Linked DNA regions of Zea mays: region 1 is linked to region 2. The links are chromatin contacts, called in public Hi-C maps. All regions are on one chromosome and are shown on one strand. Each heading gives the region's core, a stretch centred on a gene start, on an enhancer-like site or on the middle of the called end of the contact. The rest is flanking DNA. Distances are from core to core; before and after follow the strand shown. Region 1 holds the start of LOC103630659. Region 2 holds the start of LOC103630655 (type IV inositol polyphosphate 5-phosphatase 3).

Region 1 (6,573 bases), core at 1,183-3,682, 160 kb after region 2:
GGCGCACCCTCGGCTCGCCCGAAGCCAAGCTCGGGTAAACCTTGTTGTGCAGCGACCTCGGCCAAATCGCCTTACCAACCGACCGTATCGCATGCGCATTTAATGCGGGGATCACCTGACACCCTATCCTGACACGCGTGCCTCAGTCGGCAAGGTCGAAGTGACTGCAGTCACTTCACCCTTTCACTGACCGTTCTGACAGGAAAACAGTACTGTTCGCCCCGCTCCGGCTACTGTGTCAACCACCAGGGTAAGACTAACAACAGTAAGTCACAGCCTCTCCCGAGTTCAGCCTCGGGCACAACAGGGAGCTCCGCCTCGCCCGACCCCAGGTCTCGACCTCAGCCTCGGCCTCGGGAGGAGGTCTCCACCTCGCCCGACCCCAGGTCTCGACCTTAGCCTCGGCCTCAGGAGAAGGTCTCCGCCTCGCCCGACCTCGGCCTCGGCCTTGGGAGGAGTCACCGCCTCGCTCTACCTTGGCCTCGGACCGACTACGCTACAGGGGATACATCATTACCCTACCTCAAGCTAGCCGCCTCAGGCTACGAAGGAACAAGACCGAAGTCACATCTAGATTACTCCGGCAACAGGTAATGATGGTTCCCCGCATGCGTCCATGACGTCAATAGTCCACAAGCTCTCTACGAAAGCAAAGAAACGTCAGCAGGACCCAGGTCCGCCCCGCCAGCTATGCTTCATACAGGGCTCAAGCACCTCTTTGCCGGACACGTTAGCACATTGCTACACCCCCATATGTACAGCTGGACCATCCCCTTGTGTCTATAAAAGGGGATGCCCAGGGCCTTCGAAAGGGGGAGAGAAGGGGGGCAACACGGGCAGCAAGAGCAACGGAGACGGACTCACCCAAACATCGAGCTCCACTCCACAGGAGGCCTAGGGCCCGTTCCCTCTCTCGTGAAGCTTGTAACCCCTACTGCAAGCACCCCCGGTGCAAGATAATATAAGCCTCATCCCTCCTCTTGTGTTCCATCTTGCATCAACCCATCTGGACAGGGGCACGCGGCACAAAATTCACTAGTCGGTCCGGTTGAGGGTCCCCGGGTCCGAAACACCGACACCTCCTCTAATGTTGGCCCACCAGTGGCTCGCTCACTCCTTTGGTCATTGACTGGTCAATTAGTGGATAACCTAACCTGCCCGCTGCTAGCGCCACTTTACCTTGTCATCACTCGCCATCTCATCACCCGTCGAGATCCGGCACGCAATACATCTACTTTACATCCTAGTCTGCATCGATGTGCGATAAGGCTGTCGATGGGATCCTGCCTTGGCACCACGACGTCACTTGCCCTCGCTTTCTCACTAGGGTCCCTTCGTGCCGTCACAATGCGACAATGGCTGCCGCTTGCCGCCATCACCTTGTCACATCGCCACTATCGCCTATTGCATATTATTTTGAAACTACTTTTGTCTAGTGGTCTGGCCTAGAGACTTGTATCTTACGTCGTCCAACCTATAGTCACAAAAGTCCATGTAGTGAGGATGAGGTCGATGAATGTTATACGCTATCTATGAGAGTTTTTTAAATGGTGGTAACGAAAATGACTCCACGTACACCTGGCTCGGGGACGACGTTCTCGAGTCAAAAGGTCGCTACCACGCTATACCTGTTTCTTATTACTATGACTCCACCTAGAATTTTGTCACGCGTCCGCCACGGGTTACGATGTTGTATATTACAAAAAAAAATTATATGCAACCCGTCATTTAATAAAAGGTCAGTTATGATCCATCAAAAAAATTAGAGAAAAAGATCTTCCGTGGTTTATATCGATTGAAAAAAGTTTCAAAGAAGAACAATGATTATTGCCCTTTATTGTATAAATGAAACAGAATTCGAAGCGACAAGTACTAATTAGAAAAACTGAATTGATATAATTTTAAAATATTTAACAACCTGGGGATTGAGAACTGATGTAGTCAAGGTTATTTTTTAAAGACGTATTTAGCACCTTTCCAAATCTGATTTTAGGGATTTTTTAATCAACTAAGAGCAACTCCAATAGTTATGTAAATTTTAGCTCTCTAAATCACAGATTTAAGAAGTTGCTAAATAACTTTGGGAGTAAAAAAATGTGAGTTCTCCAATAGTTCTCTAAATATAGGTTGTAGTTTTGTTTTGTATCTATCCACATAAAAAAATAAAGTCACAAATGTCATCATTTACCTTCATTATCTACATAATGTCCTAAACATTTTTGTTTAGTGAGTTGTTAAATAGTTGCCAAATGTAGAGAGGAAATAAGGTTAGATAGAAATTGTTAAATTTAGAAAGTTCATTTAGAGAACTGTTGGAGATGAGTTTTTGTGTTAACTGTTTAAATTGTCGATTTAGGAAGTCTATTAGAGAACTATTGGAGTTGCTCTAATGGAGATGCTCTATCTCCGGAAATATGATATGCGTCGTGGCCTCGTGGGCTTGTCGAGTTGGGATGAGATAACCGCGTGACGGCCGTCCGCTCACAAGTTCGCTACCCCGCTCGCCATGCCGCCGCCCTCCCTCGTCTCCATCCTCCCCGCCGCGTCCATCTCGCCACGAAGACGCCAAGCAAAGCACCCCAAGACCCCCACCGCGAGCCATCCCTTCTTCTCCCGAAGACTTGTGTCCCAACCGCCGCGCCACGCCTCGATCTCCCCCTCCGCTGCCGGCGGGAGCGGGAGCGACGAGCTCCACCTTCTCGAGAAGCCGTTACCTGCCGTCGCAGAGGATAACGAGGCCGAGGAGGAGCTCGAGTCTGCTCCGGTGTCATCAACAGAAGAAGCGCTCGCGCCTTTTCTCAAGTTCTTCCAGGTGAAGAGCACCGACCCCGACGTGGGCGCAGACACCGCGGATGGCGAGGTGCCGGAGGAGGCGTCAAGGAGAGATGTATTGTCCGCCGCTGGTGAGCGTGGGGTTAGTTACTACGACCCCAAGCCCGGGGACTTCGTCGCCGGCGTCGTGGTCCGGAGTGACGGGAGGACGCTCGACGTCGACATCGGTTCCAGCGGCGAACCAGCGCTGATGCTGGCCAAGGAGTCGGCGCCGGTGCCCGCGGAGGAGTTCGGGTACCTAGCGTGCGACGTCGCGTCCAAGTGTGCGGCGGAGTTTGCAGCGGAAGGGCGGGTCGGCGTCGTGGTCAGGCAATTCAGGGGAGGAGGAGAGGGGGACGGGGAGGCGATCATCGGGAGGAATGGGAAGGAGAAAGTTGCGCCGGTGCTGCGCGCCGGTACGATCGTGTTCGCTGAGGTTCTCGGCCGAACACTTGGCGGGCGGCCGCTGCTGTCAGCGCGCAGACTGTTCCGGCGCGTCGCGTGGCACAGAGCGAGGCAGGTCCTCTATGCCGCTCCTTTCTTTTGTTGTTGGAAGTCCTTCGAACGATCTCTTATCAATAGTTTGACGCACTGCCCAAGTAGAGCTGGACCATTAGAAACTACCAGTTCAAACCAACTGCTTATATTCGAGCTACCAGTAGAGCTGGATTATTAGAAACTACTAGTTCATGACCAAGCATCAATGTGCCTGTTTGTTTCAGCTTATAGATTATATAACCTGGATTATATAAGAGATTAAATAATATGGATTATATAATCTATGTTAAATAATTTGGGTGTAGTTGTTTGACAACCTAACTAATTGAAAGTTTGATTGTTGATTTTAGTCATGTGTTGTGTGGCAGGAGCAATAAAAAATAGAGAAAACAATTTTTTGTTTAAGGTGTGGCAATAGTGGGTATTTTGGCATAATAATTTGTTTGTTTTTTCCATTTAGATTATTTAAGCTAGATTATATAATCTGGGCATATTATAAGCTGAAACAAATAGACCCAATGCTATTACTCAGGACATCAAAATTGATGGTAGGCTGTGGTGCCTGGTTGGGGCTGCTGGCCTGAGGAAAGTATGGCCTTAGTCCTTTTGGAAATAAATTTGGAGGGGGTGGCAGGTTCTTTTTGCTGTTTGGTAGTTTTTATTTGTCATGTATGGTTTCTTGTATGCATGTTGTTGGCCACCGTAAGGAGGCCCTTTGTTGTTGTACTGGTCCTCTAGGACCTTAATCCTTTTTCTTCTTAATATATTGACACACAATTCTCCTGCATTTTCGAGAAAAAAAAGAAACTACTAGTTCATGACCACTCGACCATCTTATTGTTGCCAGATAATATAACTCTAATATACTTATTTCCTGCTCTCAAAGGCTTGAAGCTCAAGCTGTTAAAGCGTGGTGGGTTGTTGATATATCTTATACAAATTTGTATCTTAGGTTCCGAGAATGGTTTTAATAAAATGTATGGGGTATTGAAGTTTGTAGAAGTAATAACTGTCTGCTAAACGTTTTCTATGGAAACAATTGTGCTTCCATTATGGCTTGCTTTGATGACAACAACAGGCATAATTGTGATTAGCTCTGCGTTTCTACTGCTCTATCAGAAAGTTTGATCTAATTTTTTTAGATCAATGACTGCCTTCTGTATGCTAATCCTTTTCACATATATATTTGACTATTTTTGTACACACCAATGTTCAGATAAAACAGCTAAATGTACCCATCAAGATCAAAATTTATGAGTGGAATGCTAGTGGCTTGCTATCTAGAATTGAGGTACGAGTATATGTACTACAATACTTGTTTCAGTTTTGTAATTTTATAGCTAAAGCACCTTTGCCTTCTCAGGGCCTTCGGGCATTCCTTCCCAAACCTGAGATGATGACTAGACCAAGAAATTTCACTGACCTAAAGAACAAAGTAAGTTATGCATCATATGTGTTCTATAAAGTAAAGCTTGTATGGTTTTATGCTGTTCCATACTTGGTATATCAGGATTGACTGTTTCAAAGTCACCTTTTGAACTTGCAAGTATAATAATGTGATTCGCGAATTGAAACTTTTTTCACTCACAGGTTGATCAAGAAATGCATGTCTGCATTACGAGGATTGATGAAGAGACCAACGAATTGATAATTAGTGAAAAAGAGGCATGGGTGAGTTAGCTACATTGGCCTCTGCTACTAATTATTTGAAGCCTGGACCATGTAGTTTTATGTTTTTCTTGTGCAATATCTGTTTGAAGTACATATTTGTTATTTATTTGTTTAAGCAACTTATCTGGTTGCTTGTGAAGGCAAGAAACTCTTCAACTTTGATTTTAGAGCTGTTTAACAAGTACTCTCCAATTGTAAAGCATCTTTATAGCTTTTGCAATACATATTTCAGATTTTAACTTGTATGAGTGATGGTTTTTACTTAATAAAATTTTCTTTAGGCGGTGACATGCCTTAGAGAAGGGACTCTCTTGCAAGGCACAGTACGCAAGTTGTTTCCATACGGTGCACAAATTAGGATTGGCGAGACTAACAGAGGGTAACACATCTCAAGACCCTAGTGTTTTTTTTTAATAAAGTGGCAGAAGCTCTGCCTTTCAATTAAGGGGGTGTTTGGTTTCTAGGGACTAATTTTTAGGCCATCTATTTTATTCCATTTTAGTACCTTAGTTTCCGTGTTTGGCAATTTATGGACTAAAATGGAATAAAATTGAGGGACTAAAAATTAGTCCTTAGAAACCAAACACCTCATAAGTAAGAAAGGAGTATATGTACAAACCTAGCCTGTGTTTCGGAGATGCCATTTTTCTTCTTGTTCGGCTGAACCTGAATGTACGTTCAGAACTGGTGCACCAATGCACCCCATGTCCCCATTTCCTTGCCATTTCAATATTTGTCACCACTCACCAGTGATGCTGGAATTTCCTTTCTGGTAAATCTACGCACCTCATGTCCAAATTATTCTTACTTGTGCATGTTTTCATATGATTTACTCCTTCAGATATGCACAACTATTTACAAGCCAACATAAAATATTTGATTTTAGAGTATAATATACATGAGTAGTTTAGAATTAGATAGTGTGAGTTGCATTTTGGACTGGATTATTTGAACAAAGGCATTAAATGTGGCATGAGATTTACCGACCAATCCTGAAATCAATGCCTTTCTTTAAAAAATGACAAGATGCACCAAGTTAACAAGGATCTCTGCCCTTAGGTCTAGAGGGCAATTGTGCTTTGCTTTAGCTAAGAGTTGATATAGGTGTCATCTTTCCTTTCATCAGTGCTATTAATAAGTGAAGCTTACTGATTTGAGTTACTTGTAGCTTTGATCTCCTGAACATGTCTATCTGTTTGACGCCTTAAAACTGCCAATTCTTTTGATAAACTTCTTTCGATGGCTGGATCATGAGCTACTTTGCTTCTTTTTGTTGTGTTCTACGTATGCCGCCTTTTGCATCTGGAGTTCACAAGCATGTAATGCTTTGCAGTGGTTTACTACATATCTCGAACATGACACATGGCAAGCTGAGATCTGTGGCTGATGTGCTGAAAGTCGGCGAGACGGTGAAAGCTCTTGTCATAAAATCAACTCCAGACAGAATTGCTCTGAGGTATAACATAGCAAAAGTATAGCTCGTAGGCTCTACTGCTTGTCATGGAAAAAGGTCATCTGCTCGATCCTCGACAAGTCTGTGGTGTACCTGACAACATCTATTTGGCTTTGTGCAGCACAAAGGACCTCGAGAGC
Region 2 (5,972 bases), core at 2,207-4,706:
ATGACGTGTCTGGGCCAGAGTTGTGGCCCGTGGGCGTCTGGCCCGTGCCGGGTCACCGTTTGGCCATCTATAGGCGTGCAGCGGATTAATTTGAAATAGCTATAAGGGGTTATTTGTAAAAAGATGACGTGTGACGACCGTTAAAACTGGTGCTTTAAGTATAGTATAGATTAGTGCATGTAATAAACAAATAACTTTTAAATACAATCTATACCTAATATTAAAGAGGCAAAATTTCTCTCCACCCATTTTTTGTCCGTCTCCCTGACTGTTTGGGCACTCCTGTCTAATATATGACTCAGACTCGTGATTCATACTAATATGAGTTAGAACAACTTGTATCTAACGATGATAAATACAGAATCCGATTCCAATACGTATTCCGCACCTTACATATCTCGTATGTGACCAGAACTCATGACCCGCACTCATACAAGTTAGAACAAACCATGTTTTTAGCCTATGTGTATTGGGTGTCGTTGCAACGCACATATATGTGTTTGCTAGTAAATAATCAAGTATCTAGTGCATGTTCCCTGTTTTTCTATAAAACTTAATAATGGGTTGTATAGTGGCTAATTACCCGATAACATAAATTTCAGCTGGCTCCTCCGTAGCCAGCCATTCTTCAATGTCCAAGTCACTGGGTGGAAATCTGCCTCCAACATTCCATGTCCCTACATAAATCCTGCATAATAAACTTGCAGATTAGCTGAAAGAACATCATCATAAAACTAATAAATCCTTTTAATTCCAGCCCAGTAGAAAATTTTACTAATCTTCTGCAATATGATAATAACAGGAGGAATAAGCACCAGGAATATCATTTCGATTCAAAGAAATGCTGAGAGAAAAAGTACTGTAATGTCATAACTAGGAGCCAGTGAATACTACGAGGGGACTAGACTTGTAGTTGATTACCTGAGTTCTCTAACATCAACATACTGAGCACGACTGATCTCTGATCTGTGCATTCTAAGGCAGTAAGGTAAATCGCTCATTTCGTCACCTACAGCATCAGTGTGATTGTGTAAGGCAACAAGCCAACCCAAAACTTTATATCAAACATATGCTTGTGCATAGTATGCAGCCAAAAGAAGAAGAAAAGAAAGGAAGCTTAAGCAGTTCAGTCAGCAGTCAGCACACATAAGGTAACCAATCAATCTATGCCTTAATCAAGCAGAAGCTTAATGTAACAAAAATGGACTTCAGTGTAAATCAAAACACATGCTGAAATACATTCAAGTTTTCTTCCTCACTTTTCATCGATTATGTTTCTGTTCATTCTCATCCATGAATCATATTGAAATATTTACCAAGAAGAACTAGGAAATCCCATCAGAACAGTGTAATTTCAGAATCCTATAAGCTTCAATTATTTTCAGAAGGATCATTAAGAAGTTGGGGACCAAACTGAGGCCACAGGAGCTGCCCATTTGGTAAATAAACTGCAAATAACTCTGTTGCCTCTGCATAATTAAACTAGCAACTTCTATGTCCAGGTAAATATTTCGCCAGCATTACTGTGTGCCTACTTCCTTGTCTACAAGTCAACTAAACCCAACTCACAGATGAATATACATAAAGGGAAACATGATATGATTATTAGACACTAACTTCTGCATGTTTATCCTTTACTTAGGAAAATAAACATTATACGCTCATAAATTACCAGTCGTGCTTGCACCCAATCCACCTAATATCCTTTCTTCGTTACATAGGGCATGATTCAAACCAGACATGCCTGCACAAATGACATGAAAACACAGGAATTACAATTTATCATTAAAACAATCCACACAGATCTTCACAAAAAAGTTAAGCTAAGGAAAAGCGAAAATACAAATGTATTGCAGATTTTCTTTCGATAAAGAGAAAAATATATATAGCTCATAGAACGTGGGGCACAACAACCATTAGATAGTGAAGTCAACTAGAAGATGCTCACATCAACATTCCTGATATTCTATTTCTTTCCAAAAGATGAAAAGAACAGCCAAAAGTTACCTTTAGAGGCAATAGTGAACTTAGGGAGTGTTTGGTTACTAGTCCCTCCATTTTATTTCACTTTAGTTCATAAATTGCTAAATACGGAAACTATAACTCTATTTTAGTTTCCGTATTTAACAATTTAGGAACTAAAGTGGAATAAAATGGAGGGACTAAAAATTAGTCCCTAAAACAAAACACCCCCTTAATAGCCTTCTTGGTTTCCTTAAAGAAGGTCGAATATTCGAATGTACCAAAAGAAATATCTGGTCCCAAGAAAGTCCTAGCCGCTAGCCGCGCACGTCACAACGGTCATTCTCAGCCAAATGATCAAACATCCATACCATATAAAAACATGTTGCAAATAATGAACAAATACAGTAACCTAATGAAGCAATCATCAAACAAGCAATGCAATCCAGCGTGAGCTGACCAATTATTGAAGATGACAATTTTCTAATCCAGTTGTAAAGAAGTAGAGAAAAAGAAACCACCATAACCCAAACGGTAGCGTACAAGAAAGAACTTCCACTGCACATTGTGTTGTTAGCTCTGCATAACCGTCAACGCCTACCTCTCAAACTTCCAGACCAAATCTCCATAATTTCAATCCAAACAAGAGCAAGCTTGAGCAACCAGATCGATTCAGAAATTCAGAACATTCCGCTCAAGAAACAGAAAGGGCGGAGGAGAAGGGAAGAGTGAAGTAACCTTCGCGGTCGGTCTCGCCCTCCGAGGTATCGTGCTCGTCGGCGCTGAAGTCGGAATCCCCGGACCCCGCGCCGATGTTTAGCCACTTGCGCAGCACCACCCTGTTCCACAGCTGCGACACGCAATTCCAATCCGCGCCGCAGCACAACACCATCTCGGCCCACCTCTGCATCACAAGATCCTTCGTCTCGCGCAAAACAGAGACAAGAACAGCAAAAAGGATCAGAAATTTGATCCTAGAAACAGCTGGTTGAAGAACTTAAGCGAAGAAGCTCCGGGCATTAGACAACTACCAGCATCTGCATCCCGCCGCCGTTACGCAGAGAGGCGCCGGCCGAAGCGGCCATGGCTGCCTCATGGTGCGCTCGGTGAGGCGGGATAAATAACCGCGTCAGGGAGGAGGAAGAGGACGCCATACACACGGCTGCAGCAGCTCCCCTACCCAGAGAATGAAACTGAAACGTGATGGTCACTTGGACCTTGGCTAGTTGGATTCCCTTTTCTAGTCTAGAAAGCCAAGAAATAGACCGACCAGTCTATCTTCAAGAACCGTGGTGGGGCTCGGTTGGCGTCTCTGCTGTTCGAAAGTTCTTTGCGCTGGCGCGCGCGGACGCAGTGGAGGTGGAGGGTCGTGCTCCTACATCATTCTATCGAACAGCTTAAGTGCATCCTCTAACTTCTCATTCTGCTGAAGTACATCAACCATCTCATCGTAGCTCTCGACCCCAAACCTTATCGTCGATTTTGGGATGTGGCCCAATGAGGGGTCCTTTAGAACACAGAAATGTCATAAAAATTTAACAGAATTTATTTCACGTAGGATTCAGAAAATTTTCCTTTGTTATAAAGAAGACCTAATCTAAAGTCGAGCATATCATCCTTAAGCTCGACGGCATCCATAAGCCAGCCATGGTCGGTAACGAGGCACTCGACGACGACACATCCACTCTAACAGACAACAGGAATGGTTCTGTCACAACACTTGACTCCAAATTAAACAATATTTTCTAAAGGATTATCTCATCCAAACTCGTTCTGTTATTGCAAGCAAGCATAACTTTAATAGACGACGTGGATAGCCTGTCAAATTAGGGCCAAGCCTTTAATATATAAAGATGTCGTCATTAATCTCTAAAGATTTCTAAAATATATTTAATTTAAAATAAAAAATCATGCTGTTTGAAAAGTTTGTTTTAATCTTATAGTTATTATTAAAGGACATATTTAGCCTCATACAAAGTAGCAATGAGTTGTTGTTTTTATTTTTGAAAATAAAACTAGACGCTGATCAGCCTGTCGTATGACTTCGATCAATCTTCAAAGAATTTAATGATTGTTTACTCAAACCAATGGCATCGTAATACGGTAATGGCAAGGATACAGATACAATGACTCAAAAGGAGTCTGTAATCATGGTCTCACAACTCACAAATACTATACCCTTGATCAAATAAGGTTGTTGCAAGGATGGAAATGCACATCCTACTACTACTACTAATCTATGCTGTGCAATTGAATCTTTCTAACAGATTCAGAAATCAAGGATCAGCATTGCATTGCGTCGAGCTAGGAAATTGCCTGGCTCATGGTTAATTGGTCTTAGGTTCAAGGTGTGCTTCCTTCCTAGACAACAGGTGATCCTCAGCCTCTGCGTTGCTGAATGTTAGAGCTCTTTGCAGCCTCCTGGGGCAGACAATTTCAACATCTGCCATATAAACTGCAGTCACCGGTCGATGATCAGATAATATAAGCTCCGCCCTGTTGTATGAAAGTAGCCTTGTCCCCTCCCCATACGAGAGGATGCGGTCACACCTATACAAGCAGGTGAAGATGTTAATTTCCTTATTTCCATAGACATATCTCAAGTTTGATGTCTAGTGGAGCATACCATGCGGGTGTTCTTCTCCCAGATTTCGTCGCGTCACTTACATATTTTTCTGAGTTAAACTCGTATTTATACGTTGGGGGGAAGGTGATAGGCCCTTCAACCCAACCATCAAATGTGCACCCTTTACCTAGTTCCTTTTTCAGCTGTCACAGAGAGAAGGATGAGCTGGAAACTCTGTGCAAGTATATATTGGGAAGTATTAGGATATCTAAATTACCTGATCCATCTTAAACAATCCATCCCAGTCCTGTTTGGAGATAAGTTCATGCGTAGTCTCATACGATAAATTGAGTCGATAGTTGAGATCCCCTAGCAGTGTAATCCTTCTGAAAATTTTAAGGAGACACATTTATTTAATATAGAAGCCATTGGGAATTGTTGATTCCTAAGTGCGTATTGGAGCGTAGCGCAAAATATTGAAGACGCGTATTAACTCACTCATGGTCATGTATTCTCTGGGGCACACCTATCGTATGAACTGGGTTAAAAACAGTCCTTCTATTGATTTCTTCAACATTTGCATTTCTCTTTAGTTCGTCGCCGTTTTTCTCACCAGAGGCCAGGTGGCAACATACAAAGCAGAAATGAGTTTCATGCATAGTCATGCTGACTGATACTGATCCCTGAAGCATGTTGAAGGAACAAATGTTAGCATGTGCTTTACTTTTATACAAACAAATTTAAACAAGTATGTCCACCACGAATGCAATACTAAGCAGGTTAACTTTTAAGGAAATAAACAAAATTTCTCTCTTTTCATGATTCTTGAAAGTATGGTATCATCAAAACATGCATTTGTTTTAACTCCAGTTCTCAGAAGAGATATTTAAAATCGCTGTGGGCAATGTGGCAAGCAACATTTTAGGATTCCAAGTATGATACAATTATTGTTGTAACCTAAATCTGCATGAGTAATAAAAGACATAAATTTTTGTCACTTGCCTTGTTACCAATAAAACCCCTTGTACCTACACCGACAGTTGACACTCTCAGATTCTGGATGTGCTTCTGCAGGCTTCTCTGGACCCATACCGAAAGAAACACTCCTACCATTTGCTTGCTTATTACCCGTACATACTGCAGCCTTTTCCTTTTATCCCCATTATAATTGTGAACGCCACAGGCTAAATCCAATGGCCGGAGACGGCGTCGAGCTGAATCGGATGATTCTGCATTGTGCAGCCGATGAAGCTCCCCATCGCTATCACTGTTGGATTCGTTATGCAACTCATTCTCCACGGCAAGAACATAGTCTAATGGATTAAACCTTGCTGGCGGGGGAGAGTCACTGTGGCGTTTGGACTTCGATTTATCCGGACACTTCTTGTTCAAAGTTTCGTGGATGATATGCTCCCATACTGCGACCGGACGAGTGTCTTCAGTT

What was found. Hi-C and Micro-C count contacts between places; a contact is called where the count stands out from the background.
Region 1: a contact with region 2 is called in a Hi-C map of root tip, with 5 times the contacts expected there. The contact joins the promoter of LOC103630659 here to the promoter of LOC103630655 in region 2. A contact is called at or near these places in 10 of 25 Hi-C or Micro-C datasets (bundle sheath, ear, endosperm and 4 more).

The regions. Positions count from the first base shown.
Region 1 is chr6:172,836,381-172,842,953 of Zm-B73-REFERENCE-NAM-5.0, forward strand. It overlaps LOC103630659, which reads left to right and starts at 2,433. Exons shown (of 8, transcript XM_008651706.2): 1 at 2,433-3,331; 2 at 4,526-4,600; 3 at 4,673-4,744; 4 at 4,900-4,980; 5 at 5,262-5,359; 6 at 6,314-6,436; 7 at 6,555-6,573. The coding sequence starts at 2,507.
Region 2 is chr6:172,679,169-172,685,140 of Zm-B73-REFERENCE-NAM-5.0, forward strand. It overlaps LOC103630655 (type IV inositol polyphosphate 5-phosphatase 3), which reads right to left and starts at 3,457. Exons shown (of 10, transcript XM_008651700.4): 1 at 2,994-3,457; 2 at 2,701-2,881; 3 at 1,673-1,744; 4 at 922-1,009; 5 at 584-688. The coding sequence starts at 3,116. It overlaps LOC103630656 (type IV inositol polyphosphate 5-phosphatase 3), which reads right to left. Exons shown (of 8, transcript XM_008651703.3): 4 at 5,531-5,972; 5 at 5,027-5,211; 6 at 4,806-4,914; 7 at 4,589-4,731; 8 at 4,017-4,512. The coding sequence ends at 4,290.